Linked DNA regions of Capsicum annuum: region 1 is linked to region 2. Evidence: chromatin contacts called from public Hi-C data. All regions are on one chromosome and are shown on one strand. The core of a region is the stretch at or near the end of the contact, and the rest is flanking DNA. Distances in the headings are between cores, read along the strand shown. Region 1 holds the start of LOC107866451. Region 2 overlaps LOC107856924 (folate-biopterin transporter 1, chloroplastic).

Region 1 (6,467 bases), core at 1,972-4,471, 70 kb before region 2:
TGAAATTGTGTGGTGATTTCATGTTCCATATGTAGTGTACCATGCTCTATGACATATGTACACGATATACACAAAAAAATTTCAAAACACTATCAGACTATTGTGAGTTAGTCATGCATGGGGTAATAACCGTTGATGCCCCGACCCACACCATTATGGTCGTAGGTCACAACAGGGGGATTTTCCATCAGCCTACTTTATCGACAGGTGGTAGGAGCGCAATGAACTTAGAACAACTATTTAAACAATACCTAAAGGATTCTATTGGTCTTCTTGTAAGTGAGTTTAGATTTAGAATGGTAATTTCAGGCTTTGGGTTAGTGGTGCAAATTTATCTATGATTTTTTAGCATTGTTGCCATATTGTATAAACATATACTTGCTTTTCACAAAAAAAATATATTGTTTATAATTTAATAAAGCGACGTTAAATGACACCCCTTATAAAATTATGACTCTGCCACTAACTATAAGTACAAAACATAAAGTAAACATAGAAATTTCTAAAGTATTTTATCTAACTCCATTAATCTTGGCTTGACTGGAGTGAGATTACTTGGAACTTACGATGTCAATAGTCTACACTCTGAGGTGTAGCATTTTACAACCCATAAACTTATTGAAGTAGATATTAAGTAGCTGTTTTTGTTAGTTTGTTTGTTTGTTTTTCTGCATTCCATTAAACCATGTGATTAGGTGTTTGCTTTCAACACTTTATCACCATAGGTGATAAGACTTAGGTCCATGATTATGTGGCAATTTAAAATGTGCATGCCATTATATGCAAGAAAAATCATATAAGACCAACTTAATTATATTTTCCAAATTAATCATCAAAAATCATATCATCATCATGTGTTAATCGATCACCAAATACCTTCACTACTAAAATAATGCGTATTTCTGATTGAATATATCCCTCGAAATGGATTGTCAAAAATGTTTTTGACGAGCTTTCTGACATGAATATTTATTCACATGTTTTTAGTAGTGAGTTAAATTTTATATATAAAGGTCTTCCATTCAATAGGTTATGTGTTCAATTCTCACTATTTTCTCTTTTGGTTCTTTTTCTCTTTCAACGATTTCGATGTAATAAAAAATTGCACAAAGTTAATGAAATCAAGTCATGTGTTAGTTGAGTTGTATAAACCATTATTTGCGTTAATTGTTAAAATAGTTGGTGAACTAATTCGACTTTATTTACAGCACAGGGCATTGTGATGAATCATCCACTATTAATATTAAATAACTTGAATAATAGGTCATCATAGACCATAGTTTAGATTAAGCTTATCGATCAGACAATTAAATGTTCAATACTTCAATTCAAAATAGTTTAAAATTCTTTAATCATGAAACAGAAATGTTTGTGTTAAAAGGTTTTGAACTTTTTAAATGAAAGCATCTTGAACATAAAGTTATGAAGCATATGATATGATTCCTATTAAAATCTTTCTGGTTTAGTGGGAAGTTGACCTTAGATATTAAAATGAGCATATCTGCATTGGGATCTTCCTAGTTATTTGAGTGGTTTTCAAGATTCATTAATAATAATAAACAGGGAGTTGCTCGGACGGTAAACACCGTTTACTTTCAACTCCGAGGTTGTGAGTTGAAGTCATCAAGGAAATAAAAAGGGCTGAAGTTCCTAGAGAGGGGTGAAAAAAGATGATTAATTAAAAAAAGAAGAAGACAATATCGTTCAGAATGACCATTATTTATTATCTTTGCTAATATATGTGAAAAGAATCTATCAAGGAAATGAAATTTTTGCTTCTGACAGATTTCACCAATGTAGCTTATGAACGAGTTTAATATTTTCTAATATTATTGGAATATCGATGTATCTGTTGCTTGGAGCTGGTTGATTCACCTGTTTCATCTCACTGACGAATATACAGTGAGATCAAACTGGTGAATCAACCTGGTCGAATGAACAGATACATCAATTTTTCAATAAATATACAAAACTAAAAAATAAAAAAATAAAGGTACGTAAAAATAGTGTGGGATAAGTCCTTATGCAAGAAAAAGTTCATTGTTTAATCAACTCAATGAACAAAGTGAAATCAACTTTCTTTCCAACTTTTGTCAAAAAGAGGAGAAAAGTTTGTCAAGCTTGTGGAGAAAAAACTTTTCTTTTTCTTTTCATGAACATCTCTTCTGATGATATGCGATGAGCTTGAACATAAAAGTAGGGATTGACAGAGTTGGAATATCTTAGAAGCTCGATTAGCTGACTACCTGAATTTTTACCTTATTGGTGAAGGTTCGATCCTGTCCTGTATGTAATCTACTCCCCCTACCCCGATGTATCAACTTAGAAGACTTGTTTAGGACTGAGACGTAGTTATCAATTATCATAATGTTGAACATCTCTTATGTGATTGTTGTGGAAAGTAACAAGTAGAACATACCCATATAACAAAAGAACAAAAAAAAGGAAAAGAAAGGAACAAAATACTATCCCCACTAGTAAATTTAAAAGAAACAAAATCCACTGTACAAGACAAGATGGAAATCAAGAAAGATTTCTCCATGAAAAAGACTTGCATGTTGTTGTTGGTGTTGGTGTTGTTAGACCTTTTTTATTTTTCCACCAAAAGTACAAGTTACCCTTTCTCCTCCTTTTCTCTTCTGAGCATTCATCTAGTCGACTCCAACTTGTTCTGAACTGGACTAAGACATAACTCTTTATCGTCTTGGTCTAACTAATAATAGGAGATAGAACTTGTTGATCTTGAATACTTCTTAGAAGAATTAGGTGAATTTGAAGATGATGACACATCAGACCTTCTTCTTAGCATTTGCCTCATTCCATCAGCTACTTCAATTGCTGGATTAGACTTATATTTTCTACAAAATGTCATATGTGCCTTCACAGCATCTTCCATACAAAGAAATTGTTTTTTTCCTCTTTTCACTTCATCTCTAACTGCTTCTGAACAAAGTCCACATAGCCATTTCCCATTAAAATTTTCTTTCACTTGACTAATGTAGTCTAGTGTGCAATCTTCTTTAAGTCCACAACACTCACACTTTGCCAACTCTATGTCCATTTCTTGAAAAACAATTCCACAAAAATTTTCAATAGTCTTTTTTGAGTGGGCTCTATTTTTCACTAGAGATTTATGGGTATTTTGAGGTAAAGGAAAGGAAAATAAAAAAAGGTAGGAAATTGGGAGGGGAGGAAATGAGAAATTTATAGTGGAGAAAAGTGGCATAAATTGCTCCATGTTAGGAGGGACCATAGGCAATGGAAAATTAGACAACTTGGTCTAGGAGAGGGTCCACCATCCTTGTAATTAAATTTTTTGTGTTTTTTATTTTTTAGAAAAAAAAGAAGAAGAAAGAATTGGATTTTACTATTCTATATAGTGTCATATTATTTTGTTTTATTAGGTTGTTACTTACTTGTTATAGTTATGTTATGGTATTTGTTAATTGTTACTTTAGGTGGTGGTTTTTGCCTTTGTGCCTTGAATGACGGTTACTTTCGGTTAGGACTGTTCATCAATTTCCAAAAAAATTATAGTATAATTTTTTTGGTGAGGATTAGGTTTGGCTTTTATAAAAATAGAAAAACAAAAAAGCTTATTGTATGCTATAATATGATTATATTATTTCAAAGGTTAGTTCAAATCAAAATCAAATAATGGAATAAAAATTTAGAAGGAAATCCAATCAAGTATATAAATATTTATGGAAAAAGAAATATATCTTACGTTTAATTCAGCCTCAAAAAATAATACATGAGGTGAAGATTGTCGAATATTGTGACACTCTTCAACACCGCATCTCGGTCCAAGACTGAACACCTCATGCGCGGTAAATTTTAATATGAGAGATCAACATTGATATATAAGATTTGAGATGAATTTTACTCCGATATCCTATTAAATAAATGAATTGTAACACCTCGAAAAAAGATTTAAAATTTATTTTAACACTATAAGCGAGTGTAACTTTTAATCTATCAAGAGTTACGTGATGTATATTATTTTAAGTAGAATTATAATGCTTGTATATTATATAAAACTTTCATATTAAGTGGAGTGTATTGGTGGGACCCAATTTATTTTTGTTAAGTAGAAAAAAGGAACAAAAATGTGTACCAAGAAGAGGTGAAAGGTTCAGAGTATTAATACATAAAAAATTGAGGGTTTATGTTATTATTTTCTTTCTGAAAAAAAAAAACCCCGTACAGTGCTAGTACTTAGCTCTCAATTCTTCTCTTTAACAATCTTTGATACAATTTAAATTACCTCCGGATCTTTGGATAGGATACTTATGGTTCAAGAGGCACTTGGCGACTCAGTGTTATAAAAAATTATCAATTGAATGGTGATTATCTTCAAGGAGGGTGAAGGGACGTTAAAAAGGCCAAGGGAGTGCAAGATGGGGCTAGAAAGCCCTTAAAAGATGACATGCGCCCTATCTGCTTTGAAGGTTCACCCAACCTGCTTTAGATCTGCTAGAGCAGGCTCTTGAGATGCATCTCATGTGCCCCTAAAATGCTTAAGCGGATGCTAAGTGGGCTATCATGCTTTGTTATTTTCAAGGAAAAATTACAGAAACTAACATCCTTAAGACTATAATTACAATAAATAATAACACTTTTTCAAAATTACAACTTATAGCAAAAGTAGCAATATTTTACTCACTTCATAGTAATAGAAGAATATGTATTTTTCAGTTTTGTATATGTATTTATGAGTAATACATATATATTTGTATATGTATTTATATAGCAACATTTTACTTAAATACAAATACAATTTGCTATTTTTTGTAATTATGAAACTGTTGCTATAAAAGTTATAATTAAGGCTACAGAGTTGCTATTTCTGAAATTTTTTCTATTTTTAAATGGGTCACTTTTGGGCCCATAAATTGTAATTATTAAGCCTAGACTATAAATAGGATATTTCTTTCATGGAAAAATTACAGAAAATAACATACTTAAGACTATAATTACAATAAATAACAACACTTTTGTAAAATTACAATTTATAGCAAGGGTAACATTATTTTACTCATTAACTAGGTAAGTGCATGTTTTACTCTCACTACTTTACATTTTTCTATTTTTATTCCACTATTTCACCTCCCCCAAATATAGCCATATCTTTTACCCCCTTTTTTTCATCTTATTTTTTTATCATTTTATTTTTTTATTTTATTTTTTTATTTTCACTTTATTTTCTCTCTTTTTTTTCTCTCTTTTTTTCTTTTTCCTTTTTTTTATTTTTTGTTTTATTTTTATTATCTTTTTCATATTTGAAGATAATGATTTTCAAGATTTCAAAATAAAATATTATTACTGTCTTTCACTCTCTTATATCTCTACCTTTTTTTTCTTATTAGTTTTTTTTCATCTTATTTTTTATCATTTTATTTTTTTTATTTTAATTTCTTTTTATTTTTCATTTTTTTCTTTCCACTTTATTTTCTCTCATCTATTTTTCTTTTTTTTCCTTTTTTATGTTTTTTCGTTTCTCATATCTTTTTTTTATTTTTCTATTTTCATTTTCTTCTTCTTTTTTTCTATTTATTTTGTTCATTTTTTCTTTTGTTTTTACACTTCTATTTCTCGTTCTTCCTTTTTCTTCTGTTTCATTTTTTTTTTGTTTTTATGTTTTTATATTTTTGTTCTTTCCCTTTTTTTACTCTTATATCTCTAACTTTTATTTTGAAAAAACAAATATGTATATCACATAAACATTCAAAAAACATACAAAATGCATAGCTATACAAATTTGGATATGTATTTATAGTACAAAACATACATATGTTTTTACGAAATACATATCATATTCATATTAAACAGTAGCAAAGATTACTATACTATATATCTTCATATGTATTTGCGAAATACAAAGGTGACTCATATAAAATAAAAATATACATATGGATCAAGTATGTATTATGTAAATACATATGCAGAGCTATATGTATTTTATACGGTGTTGAATTTATCTTTGAATTGTACATAATATGTCATTTTAGAGGGTAACATGAGAAAATTGAAGGAAAGGTGTCTTTTAAGTCTTGAATGAAGGATTGACAACATTGACCAACAGATAGGGTCAAACATCATTAGGAAACTTGATTAAGTTAATTGTGGACTTGATAAATATTTTTAAAACTTTCTAATCTTTTGAAAAATACAAATCAACCCAACCCACACTCCTCTTCAATCCAAATCAACCACTCTCTCTCTAGCTTCTCTCAACTCTCTCCCAACCAACAGTTCTGTAAATTTTCTCCCTTCAACCTCCGGCGAAAAATAGTCGGGCGAGTTCCTTTTCGACTTTCAACCGTCAATCGACGTGAATACTTCTCCATCAACAACAACTTCGAGTTCTTCGTCCTCCCATTTCCTTTTTCACAGGTAAAAAATTATGAAGAAATAGAGGAACTTGAGCCAACTACTCTTCTGGTATTGAAATGTGGACTGAATAA
Region 2 (6,964 bases), core at 1,320-3,819:
AGTCACTTGTGACTGATTTTTTTTATTTTTTTTCTTGAAACAACCGGATTTTTTATTTTATTATAATTATCTGATATTAATGAACGGATTATTTTTACTTGTCCACTATTGACTTGACGCATATTTTAAGAAACAATAAATAGCTAGTACGGATAATGTTATTATATACCCTTGAATATAATAAAAAGGGATAATACTCACGAAAATACCTGAACTTTGACCGGATTTCCAGTTGAGCATACTGAACTTTGCGGGGGTCCTATTACCCCCTAGACTTTTTAAAGTGGATTTAATCCCCCCGCCCTCCGAAACTCTATACCCAGATTCGACGCTGGCACATGTAAATCTCGTTTTTACACGTGTATTGGCGCGTGTAATACACGCGCCACCTCATATTTACTCATGTCCAAGTGGGCAGATATATGACATTAAAATACGGAAAAAAAAATGTATAGGGGGTAATAGGACCCCTGCAAAGTTCAGTATGCTCAACTGAAAATCTGGTCAAAGTTCAGATATTTTCGTAGGTATTATCCGTAATAAAAATATTTTGGGAAATGCATCGGGTAATAATGATCAATAACAAGGGTAAATAGACACAAAATCGTAAATTTTTCATTGGTATTGCAAACCGGACAAGTATTATTAGACATGTACTTCTAGTAATACTGAATAAATAAAGATGGACGAAGGAAATAGCTCAATTAATCTAGATTTACGCAGCCAAGGAGCAATTAAAAGAAAAATCACTTTCTATTAGAATTTCTTTATTCCTAATGCTCGAACTGAAAAATTCTGGCTAAGATTAAAGAAATGTCTTCTATCCCATCATATCTTTTCTTAATTATATTATCAGTAACTGCCAATTGTTGTATATATAGATCAGAATCTTATTATTGTTAGGTAGGTTTAATTAAAGTGATTGGCCAGAAACTTAGTATTATACTTGTATATTTACATCTTTAGGGCCCTTATTATTATTATTATTATTTTCCCCAAATTATTATAGTTCTCCTAGTCATGCAAGAACTTTATGATATTAAAGTAGTCCAATGATTGGAATGGAGGGTCTAACAACTATTCCAACTTCCCCATCTCCCCCATGTGACAGCTTTTGGGATGTTGGGTGTGGACAAAACAAATAGGAAAGGAGTATTGAAGAATCTGACCATTGGTAGTTTCAGATAATTACTTATCCAAGAATTATCAAGCAGAAAAACAATCTTACCTACATTCAAATGTGGTAACCGTTATTTCCTCCGTTCCAAAATAAGTATCATTTGAACGAAATAATTTGTTGTAAAATAATTATTACTTTAAAAATTTAGATTATAATTATTAATTATTTTCGACTATACCTTTATATTAAAGATTCATTTCTTTTTAGTAGTGCTTGATCACTTCTCAAGAAAAAAACTAATAAATATAGGGTAACTTAATAAATGATACCCTATATTTATTTATTTTTATTAATGGTCGTGAAAATAGCTAAAACAACACTTTTTAGGGAAGGAAAGGTACAACTTTTGGATGATAGCATTTATATTCTTTTCGTTACAATTTATGTGACATAATGTGAATAAACATAGAGTTTAAAAAAGAAATGAACACTTTAAGATTATGGTCTTAAGCATATTATAATATTTGTGTAGCTATAAAACTTTTAAAACTTATGATCTTAAACTTATCATGACATTTGTGTGGTTAAAAAAGCTTCCTGTTAAAGGTAAAATGAGAAGTATTAAATTAGTTATTTTCAAATTTAGAAAGAAGTCATTCTTTTTACAAACTAAAAAGAAAATGTGTCATTGGAATAGAAAGGAATATTTCATAAATGATACCCCAAGCCTCTCAAAAGGATTCATTTTTTCTTCCATGTCCTTATTGTTTTTGTGCATCACCCACATGGAGGACCATTAAACATCTAGCATTTTCCTAAGTTGGTCTAGGAAGTATGCCCCCTATTCTCCTTTAGTGGCTAGTGCAACTCATAAAAGAGTCATATATAGTGTTATGTTTTTGTGCGTGTCTCCATGTGTAATTGTTCACAAGTGCACCTCAATCACAAATTGTTTGTGTCTTCATGTACTCTGAGAGTTTTACGATAACAATTTGCGCCTCAATCACGAGTTAATTGAAGATCTTATATCTTTAATACTCACCATCTCCTTGATGTTTTAGGGTAAGAAAAGGAAAATTGGGTTTTATGTTCAAGTTATCATGCATAATGATATGTGACAATTGTATAAAGACATCAATATATAGCAACTACCAAGGCAAAAATGGGAACTCCACATGATGAGGAATCATGGAAAAGGTGAGAGGAGCCAAATTGGAAATTGGAAAAGGATTTGTGGGGCAAGTTGCTAAAATGGAAAAATGAAGAAATGGATTTTTGTGGGAATTATTTTATTAAAGACAAGTAAAAAAAAAAAATGTAATGAAAGAGTAAGTTGATGGCCAATAGGTTTAAAGTGGAATTGAATTTTGTGGAAACTATTGGGCCTTTTGAGATGTGACTACACCAATTGTAATTGTTTTGTTTTGAGAAACTTTTGAGGCCCACCCCCATGTGAATATCTATCAATTTGTCACGTGGCAGGTTTGTTTGTAGTGAAAATTTCCCCATCGCAATGATAATGTATCTGTTTTTGTTTTCCACTAATTGTCCGATATCAGCATCGGAGCTTGATTAAATTCAAATTCAAGCTATAAAGTTTTATATCGGAAAGGAAAGCGCTTCCTAACAAAAGCAACTTTATATCTAGGAGGACTCAAACTAAGACATCTGATTAAAGATGAAGGAACACTTATCGCTCCACTACATCTTTGGCGAAAAAAATTTCCCCATCTCAATGCTAATGTATTTGAGGACCAACTTCTTTTAGTTTTTTGAATTTGTCTTAATTTAGTTTTGGCCGTAATATATATGTCTCATGTGTTTTAAGTTAAATTGGATTTATTAAATAAAAAGAGAGCTAATTAAAATGTATTGTCATAACATATGGTGCAATATTACAAGGCAGTTGACTAACTCCCTATGTTGATTTTTAAAAAAATGGATAATTAATTGACTATTTGGTGATTAAATGGTATTTACACACAAGTATATGCTATGATGACTGATGAATATTCTTGGTAATGATTTAAACAAATTAAATTTTGATAATTTGTTTGTCAAACTCAAAATCCTTCCAACCCTTCATAAAATTGGAAGCAAACTTGAATTGGTGAATTAACATCTGTTTATTTATAGCATCAACCTTTAGATCATATAATCAAGAAAGATTGAAAAGATTAGTTAATGATGAAATTATTTCATATTAAAATTTTATGAATCTTGTTATTTATGTGAACCGTATTGAAGAAAAACAAACCATACACACGAAGAAAGAAGCCACAAGAAATACAAAGCTTTTTGAAATGGTACATACTACCTATGCCAATTGTCGTCCTTTTGATGTCAATTATTTTAATAAAGGAAAAAGTATTTTATTACTTTATTGATTACTTTTACGTTATCGTTATGCATATTGTTGCATGAAAAATCTGATACAATAAATGTCTTTTAGGTATCCATAAATAAGGTTAAAAGATAACGAGTAAATAACAAAAATAATTTAAGTCAGATAGGGGTGTAAAGAATAATATGAAGGATATGAAACTGCAAAACGCCATTGACCATATGCTAAATTCCTTGACCGACATAATATAATGTGCTCAATAACAATGTTAGGCACACCCTAATAAAATGATGTGGCACAAAAGTGTAATTATACGTAAATGAATACACTTAAGAGTATGTTAAAAGTGTGAGAATCTTGAGTACTTAAAGGAGTGTATATGACGCACTCTAAATAGGAGCGGGACAAACAGGAGCGGCAGATTTTTAGATTGAGTACTTCTTTGATTTCGTTCAAAATCATTCTTTAGGATTAAAATTTTCGCTCAGATGAGAATTAGATGGATCAAAATCGAAGCTTTGTGATCACTATTATATTTTTTTATAGTTTACAGGTCGTAAATGAATATCGGTTGACTTTGAAAAATTTCTTGTGTAAAGGTTAGATTTAATTTTATTGTTTTGACATCTTCATTATCTTATTGTTTTATTGAAAATTACAGATGTTAGATGAATGTGGGTCGATTTTGAAAAACAAAAAATTAGGTAAAGGTTAGGTTTAATTGTATTATCATAATATCTCTATTAGTTTGTTATTTTGTGGTAGTTTACAGTTTGTAGATGAATCTCTATCGATTTTGAAAAATTTGTGTAAAATTTACGTTTAATTGTATTATTTTGATATCACTTTTATCGTATTATTTTATTGCAGTTTACATGTGAGATAAGTGTTGGTCAGCTCTGAGAAATTTTTTTATGTAAAGATTAGATTTAGTTATAGTATTTTGATATCTCTATTATCATATTATTTTGTTATTGTTTACAGATGGTAGATGAATGTCAGACGACTTTGAGAAAATTTTTGTGTGCAAAAATTATAAATAATTGTATTATTTTGATGTCTCTATCATTGTACTGTTTTATTGCAATTTACAGATGGTAGATGAATGTCGATAGACTTTTAAAAACATTTTTGGTAAAGATTTTAATAAATAAATTCTCCATCTTTACATACTCAAAAGATATTAAATTTAATTATTATATTCATTTTAATTATTTAAGCAAATATCTTATTTAATATAATGTTTGAACTCATTAAAGTGAGGTACACGCGCAAGACGCGTACACCTAAACTAGTACAATGAAATACAAGTAGATACAATAACATACAAGTGTGTATATTATTGTATACAAGAAATCCAGGATTGTTAATTTTGCTTAGAAATCCTAATGAATCATCAGTCACCCTGACAACCGGCAAAAAAGTACATTGTTCAACTCTCTTGACATCCAGATTAAGAGGCAAAAAGATTCAGTGAGTACTTTTATCAACTTGAAGTTAGTAATTAATGCTCATTATGCCACAATTACGAATTGTCATACAGAACAGAACGATCAATGTAGACCATTTCTCAAAATACCAAATCTGGTCGATAAACAGCAACCCCGAATGACAATTTCTCAATGGGCATTCTAAAGAGGGTCATCCAGCAATACATATGTTAAAGATCAAAATGCTCAAGTTTGAAAGTCGGTAGATAATAAGCCCGCCCCTCTATTCTTCTCCACTTAAATACCAAGTCTTTGTTACAGGAGGGTTTGAACCCATGACATGCGCCTATCCCACAGACGCTCTTACCATTAGACCAAAGTCCGGGGACCCCAGAACAAGATCTATCTCCCACCAAAACAAGTTCCTAATCCATTAAACATTTTCTGTGGTGTGATGAATTGACATCATGACTTGTATGTTTAGTCATTGGATATATGAGTATTTGTATTTATAATTGTATTCTCTCCTATTGTCTTCTCAAAAAGCTGCAGCGGAACTTAGCCAGATTCAGGATGGGCACAGCACGCAAGAATTTAATTAGACTTCATCTCAATATCAGTACTCTCTTTTGTATCTGGTTCATCGCCAGGAAGAAGACCAAGTAGGGGCAAAGGCAATAGAGAGCTTAGATTGCAGAGAACTATCAGAAAAGCCAAGTTGTCAAACCTGTCCTTGGTGACACCAAATACCTGGGTTAAACCGGCACCAATTAGACCTCCAAGGACACTCCCTCCATTGGATATGGACATGAGGGTTGCGAAGAGAGTTGCTTCCATTCCCTGTGGACATATTCTTGCAGCTAGCACTAGAACAGGCATGAAAGATGCCTGAAACAGGTAAGAAGTCTATTACTGATAAAGGGATTTCCAGAAATTCTAACTCAATTTTAGAAAAAAAATTCATGATTCAATTTAATTTCAGTTTTACATATATATTAAAAGAGATAATGCAGGAGCACCATAGACTCAAATTGGAACTCGAGGAAACAGACTTCCAAAGCATTTGCCAAGTTAACCCTTTGCTATCCGCTACAGATTATGTGAAGTGCCCTAGAATGCTAGCTTGCCAAAACTCAATGGTGGCATTTGTTTCGAAAACAGGTGGAGTTCCTTTTTATTTTTTTGATTTTGCAAAAATGGGGGGCAAAATCAGAATGTGTTTTGCAACACATCATTTTGAAAAAAGCCTTTCTTTTTATCTGCAAAAACTGAAAAAGATTTTTAAGACAGCCTCTCTACCTCCACGTGGTAGTGGTAAGGTCTGTGTAAACTCTACCCTTTCCAGACCTCACTTGTGGAATTTCATTGGGTATGTTGTTGTTTTCAACCCAAAAGAAAGATATTTATTCATTGCAAAAACTTCACTACTACTGCTGAGGTGTTTTGCAGTTTATAGTTTTTCAGTTTCTCATATGGTGTTTGGTTTGGAAAAAAAAAAAAAAACATGCAAAAAAAGTTCAAAAAGTTTTCAACATCTCTTGGAAAAAAATTCCAGGGAAGATGAGGAGATTGTAAGGGTTTTTGCCTTTGACAACTTAAGCTATTTCCGCAAGCAATTAATCTTGTTCAAGTAACTTCCATTCTAGCATACTACTTTATAAAGGTTTGTCCCAACACAACCTAAACAAGAACACAAAACAAAATGAAGACTATTGTTATACAAAAGTTCAAGGAAACAACATACAAGTGAAAGAATCTAAGCATCCTACACAAAATATTAAGAAAGAGTGGAGCAATCCAGAACTTCTATAAACCCATTCAAACAATATCCAATGCGTATGGTGTTTGCCCATGAAAACAAAAAAAAATCCCTTAGTTTAGAAATTTTAAAGTTCGAGTTTTTTTTTTTTTTATAGTGCAAGCATATATTGCACTTTTTTTAAATCAAAAAGGGGCGCAGCGGAATTCATTCAGAAAGCAAGACAAAATAGGCTCTTACTGCTAACGAAAGAACTTCCCTTAAATCAAGATATTAGTTGTGGGACTTGGTACCTTAAGCGGAAAAGGGGA

Evidence for each region. A called contact is a pair of places that touch in the nucleus more often than the background predicts.
Region 1: a contact with region 2 is called in a Hi-C map of placenta, with 8 times the contacts expected there. The contact joins the promoter of LOC107866451 here to the enhancer-like site in region 2.

What each region holds. Positions count from the first base shown.
Region 1 is chr3:22,796,749-22,803,215 of UCD10Xv1.1, reverse strand. It overlaps LOC107866451, which reads right to left and starts at 3,221. Exons shown (of 1, transcript XM_016712508.2): 1 at 2,335-3,221. The coding sequence starts at 3,061. The coding sequence ends at 2,714.
Region 2 is chr3:22,725,191-22,732,154 of UCD10Xv1.1, reverse strand. It overlaps LOC107856924 (folate-biopterin transporter 1, chloroplastic), which reads right to left. Exons shown (of 9, transcript XM_016701888.2): 9 at 4,918-5,782. The coding sequence ends at 5,489. Among protein-coding and RNA genes, the nearest start is that of LOC107856924, 18 kb to the right of the region's middle. Within about 2 kb of position 2,569, at least 4 of the 5 cell types and tissues checked have an H3K27ac peak or open chromatin away from gene starts, as enhancers often do.